Regions from separate parts of the Mus musculus genome. Here region 1 is linked to region 2. Evidence: chromatin contacts called from public promoter capture Hi-C data. All regions are on one chromosome and are shown on one strand. The core of a region is the stretch at or near the end of the contact, and the rest is flanking DNA. Distances in the headings are between cores, read along the strand shown.

What was found. Promoter capture Hi-C pulls out the DNA fragments that hold promoters and counts their contacts.
Region 1: a contact with region 2 is called in a promoter capture Hi-C map of pre-B cells, with 5 times the contacts expected there. The contact joins the promoter of 5830448L01Rik here to the promoter of Ncoa4 in region 2.

The regions. Positions count from the first base shown.
Region 1 is chr14:34,673,416-34,676,115 of GRCm38.p6, reverse strand. It overlaps 5830448L01Rik (RIKEN cDNA 5830448L01 gene), which reads left to right and starts at 1,448. Exons shown (of 1, transcript NR_165636.1): 1 at 1,448-2,700. It overlaps Wapl (WAPL cohesin release factor), which reads right to left and starts at 2,188. Exons shown (of 19, transcript NM_001004436.4): 1 at 1,756-2,188.
Region 2 is chr14:32,158,577-32,161,276 of GRCm38.p6, reverse strand. Ncoa4 (nuclear receptor coactivator 4) reads right to left here and starts at 1,390. Exons shown (of 10, transcript NM_001033988.2): 1 at 1,267-1,390.

The sequences.
Region 1 (2,700 bases), core at 199-2,698, 2.5 Mb before region 2:
CACAATCAATCATTATCCATTTCTTAACACTTTGGCCTTCTGCAGTTTAAATATCAATTTATCAATTCTAGGGGGAAGGTAAGCAATTACTTAAGGGCTTGGAAAATCTTCATTACTTGGAAACTTACAATAAGAATAATATTTAACTTATATTTTCAAATATTTTTGAGCTACACTTTTAGTATTTCTATTAAGTTCTTATAACTTAACGAATCACTATCCAATTTAGTTCAGCAAATATTCAGAAGACAACTCACCACCACCCTAATGTTTGAAAGGAAAACAACTCTGATCAGATAAAATAATAATTTAGTCATCGTACACATCTGTGCTAAAAGAAATTTTAGCTTTCCTCAGAGAGTTTCCATTTTGTAGTTCTGAACACTAACAAGCTTCATTGTCTTTCTTGTTAAGTATAGCCTATTAAACAAAACCAAGTGTAATTGGGCAGCTGCCAAAGGCAAGAAAAGTCATTTCTTTAAGCTGACTACAGACACGCAGACCTACACACATATATACATTCCAACAAAGTTGGAATGTTTTGGGCACACATACATGGCAATCATCTAAAAATGCTGACTAAAGCCAAAAAAAAAAAAAAATCTAGACTTGATCTTCTTTATGACATCTGAAAAACTCACCGTAAAAAACAGTAAAGCATTCACTGTGCAAGATTAAGATCTGCAAATGAATATATGATACTGAGCTAAGTAATAAGACAACTGTATTTTTAAAAGATCACGTCTCAGAAATATTCGCTGATGTATTAACATCATTAAATATTGATGAAATATCAGTGATTTTTTTAATATTAAGGAATGGGGAGCGTACTGATTAGAAAATATGGTTGAGTTATTATGTACAGAATCCAGGAGATATGAGTACAAGAGTTACGTGATTGCTTTTACTGTTTTCCATAACGTCCATTTTAAAAAGTCAGCAGACTACTGCGATGGCATTATCTAAGCTTAACATATGTACAAATTCAGCATATATATTTGGCATGACGTTTTACGCACATTTCAGACACACTATCTTGTTCTGGCTTCAAATTTCACCAACAGTCCTAACTAAAAAGGAAAAGAAGGTTCACAACTGATTGTTTTCGATTTGGGAGGCCTTCGCTTCATCCCAAAGCCCAGCTGACTTTTGATGGAAGTGCACTGCGATTTAAATTAGGGAAAGGGTATACAAAACAACCAACCAACCTCCTTACACTGAAGCTGTAAAGAAACCTAGCCACTTCCAGGAAAGACACCCAAGGTAATGCATTAGGGGGGCTTCAATAAAGAGAGGAGAGTGGAATGGGCAAACAGAAACCCTCACCTGAGGCTGCGAGTGCGCCCGGAGGCTGGAGCCGAGACACCCCTCGGGCTGGACACTCACGCAACTTTTCTCCTCCCAACCCCCACAGCCTAGGAAAGGGATGTCGCTTCGGACGCCCCGGAAGCTTCTGCTACCGAGTCCCCGAAGCAAGGCCTCTCGGTGACGGCTAGAGGCGGAGGAGACGACGGGGAAAAAGAATTCGGGACTCAAATCAACCGGACCGGGTTTGGAAAAGAGAAGTCAAATCAAGTAGCCGGAGAAGAACTCAAAAGGCAAAATTAAGAGGTGGGAAGGGAAAGAGTTTCTTGCGATCCTCCGGTGCCCAACTTCCTTAGAAGCCAGGTGAGCAACGAGCCTCGCGCCGCCCCTGCCGCCTCCACCCGCCCCAACTCACTCCGGGCCTAGGCAGCCGCCCGAGACCTCACTTACCCTCGGCGCCTGGCGGGTGCTTTGGCCTCGGGCCGCCTCCGCCTCTCCGGCTCCCAACGGCCCGCGGGCGGGCGCGGGAGCCCCGCGCGAGAGACCAGTGCCGACCGGTGCCACCGAGAGGGGCGAGGGGCTCTGCTGCCGTCACAGTCCGCGGCTCCGCTTCGGTAAATAGGAAGCTCGGGCGACAGGGGGGGTGGGGGGTGAGCGGCGGCCCCGCAACTTCCCTCCCCACCTCAGGCGCGCCGGCCGGACAGGGCCTAGGCCTCCCTGGCGGCCGCCGCCGGTGCCGAGCCCGCTACGTGCCCCCGCTGGGCCGCCGCCGCCTTCTGCGCCGCCGCCTCCGCCGGTGAATGGTCAGCGCTGGAGTTTGAACAGGGCCCTGAACCATCTCAACGCCATTTGCGCTCCCGGCCCCCCACCTCCTTCCTCCAACAGCCGCTCGCTCCGTCACTCCGCTTCCCACAGGCCCCGCGCGGCCGCCCGACTCCGCAGCCAATCGTACGGCCTCTTACTCAAACCGCCGCGCAGGCGCCGCGCCCCGCACGCGCCGGCTACCACCATTGGTCGGACCGCGTGGCCCGACGGGAGTTGTAGTTCTCTCTTCCGCAAGGTCCTGGTGTCTAAAGCCCGGTTCCGGAGCTGGCGAACGGTATAGGTTCTGGCTAAGGGCCTGCTGGACTTCACCGACTCCGGAGCCAGTCCCAGTTCCTAGCCACGCGACGAGACGCAGGTGCAGCGCGGGAAGGCTCGCGGCACAGTGCAGGCAGCTGTGTCAATCGTTTCCCCTCCAGGGACCCTCCGGTGTCTAGGGACAGAGACTTGTGCAGCTGCGCCGAGCCTGCTGGGCCACCGCCCGGACCTTGGAGGCGGGGAACTTGGGGCCGCCTTTGACCTGGTCTGACGGTGCGAGAGAGCCAACGCAGGTAAACGAGCAGCGAAACCTGG
Region 2 (2,700 bases), core at 141-2,640:
ACCCAGCAGAGCCAACAGGATCCCTGCAGCCAGTCTCAAGCAAACTAAACAAACCAGGCTGGAGAGATGGCCCAGTGGTTATCAAAGGGCCAGAGTTCAGTTCTTAGGGCCCACATCAGGTGACTCACAATGGCTTGTAAGGGGATCTGACACTCTTCTTAAACAAACAAAAAAATCCACAGAGCAAATCAAGCGACCTGCTGAGCAGTACAAATTAGTCTCCTGTTTGTCACACAGGATGAAATTCTTTCCAATGTTCTAATGTACTTTAAAAGTTCAGAAACATCACAGTGGGATGCTAACGGAGAACCAACAGCCTTACCTGTCCCATACACACCCAGGGAAGTAACTCAAAAGGTCTATGACCATACTCCAAATTACCAAGTGGGTGGAAAGTCAAGTCCTTCCAAAAGGACGCCAGGGTGGCAGGCCCTTACCTACTAAACAACACTAGCAGGAGAGCTGTGTGCAGGAGGGTCAGATAACTCCAGCCCCTCTGACTTGTCATTCTTGAGCCATCCTCCCAAGTTCCAGCCTGTAGCACTTAAACCCATACTGTTCCCACCGCAAGGGCTAAGTCACATCAGGGCCGGGAGCACGTCCACTTCTTTACATTACTATATCCTCAGTACCCTAAGCATATAGCAAATGAACGCCCGAGCTATGAATTAATGATTCTGCAAGCTCTCTCTTCTCATCAGCTGAAGGGACGAATCAAACGATTTAAAGGGACTGCTGGGAGAAGGAAACGGATAGTGGGCCTCCAGAAGTCATTCCACCTTGCCAAACCACTAGGAATAGGGGCAAATGTGCACTGGGTCAGTAATGGAAACCAGGCCCGCCTGGGACCAGAGAAACAGGGCTGTCACCGCTATAAACCCAGAGGACAGTCAGGGCAATGTAGGGAAAGGGATGGAAGAGAAGCATTCAGGCTGCAATCGTGGCCCAGGAACGAAACATGTCGACAGGACAGAGGAGAGAAGACAGATCCAGCGCTTGGGCATGAAGGAAAAGTGGTAGCGTCGGGACGAGGGGAGGGAGAGGAGCTCTGGCCTGGCGCGACGCGGGGACTGGAGAGGCGATCACAGCAGACGTGACCTGGGGAAGGGAAGGGCCATTGGGCCCCGCGTGCAGGCAGGTGGGATGGTGGTCCCGGACCCGAGGGTCGGGAAGAATGGAGGGGAGGGCAGGACAGGCCACAGGCCGGAGCGAAGAAGGGCACAGGGCAGAAGAGGAAGCGCGCCCGCCGGCCACTCTCGTCCTTACCGGCTGGCAGCGCTCCTTCCGGTGATCCGAGCGGACCTTAGACCGACCCAGACACTTAGCCGTGGAAGGATCCGGACCCTGAAGACAGAGTTCTCGCGATAGGATGGCCTCCCTACCACGCTTCTCGGTAGTGTTCTGACAGTCTCGCGAGATTTCCTTCCGCGCCTGCGCAAAGTCTTCTTAGAGCTCAACGTGGAGGCATGCAGTAACACTCCCTGCCCTTAGTCTGGATCATTTTCGTGCCTATCAGTAAGTCTCTAATCCCAGCACTCCGGAGGCAGAGGCAGAGGCAGGCGGATTTCTGAGTTCGAGGACAGCCTGGTCTACAGAGTGAGTTCCAGGACAGCCAGGGCTACACAGAGAAACCCTGTCTTGAAAAAAAAAAAAAAAAGCACTTCCTGTTCTTGCAGAGGACCCAGTTTTGGTTCCCAGCCACCTACAGGATGGCTCACAACCACCCATACCTCCTGGTTCCAGTGCCTTCTGACCTCCAAGGGCACCAGGCGTGCACACGGTACAGATGTATATATGCAGGCAAAAAAGAGTCATGCAAATAAAGAAAATAAACTCTTTTTTTCCTCTGGGGTTTGTGGTGGTTTGAGTAAGAATGGCCCTCTCGGGCTCACGTGTTTGAATGCTTACTGATGAGAAGATGGCTCTACTTAGAGTGAGTGTCCTTGTTGGGGTGGGTGTGGCTTTGGGGGAGGAAGTATGTCACTGGGGGTTGGCTTTGAGGCTTCAGAAGTCCAAGCCAGGCTTAGTGGCTCACTCTTTCTTTCTGCTGCATGTGGATCTGGATGTAGTACTCTGAGCTACTTCTGCCTGCAGGCCACCCTGCTTTATGCCATGCTGATAATGGACAAAGCCTCTGAAATGGTAAAGATGGCCCAGGCAAATGCTTCCTTTTGTAAGAGTTGCCATGGTCATGGTGTCTCTTCACAGCAATAAAACAGTGACTAAGACAAGGCTGATGGGCTTTATAACTTAGGAAAAACATGCTACATTTTTTTTTAAATATTGAGTAAATAAATGTCAGAATTAATGTTACAGTTTCAAGTCAGTGTATTTTAGCTGGTCTGTATGCCACACCTAACTGACCCTAGAGCTAGGCCCCACCACCCACAGAAGTCCGGCTTCTGAGTTTCCTGTCAGACTGCGTGAGGTCTAGAGAGCCCCTTCTCCAGTATCTCTAACCTGTTCTAACCTTATGCAAACACAGTGTGATGTGGGGACTCGATAAAGAGGGGGTACCTAAGTAACTGGAAGGAAGGATAAATGAGAGTACCAGGGACAAAGAAGAAGTCTGGTTTCATCATGAACACACATGCTTTTTTCCATTGTAAAGCAGAAACAGATGGTTCTGAGCCACCATGTGGTTGCTGGGAACTCAGAACCTCTGGAAGAGCTTCGGGGCTCTTAACCACTGAACCACTT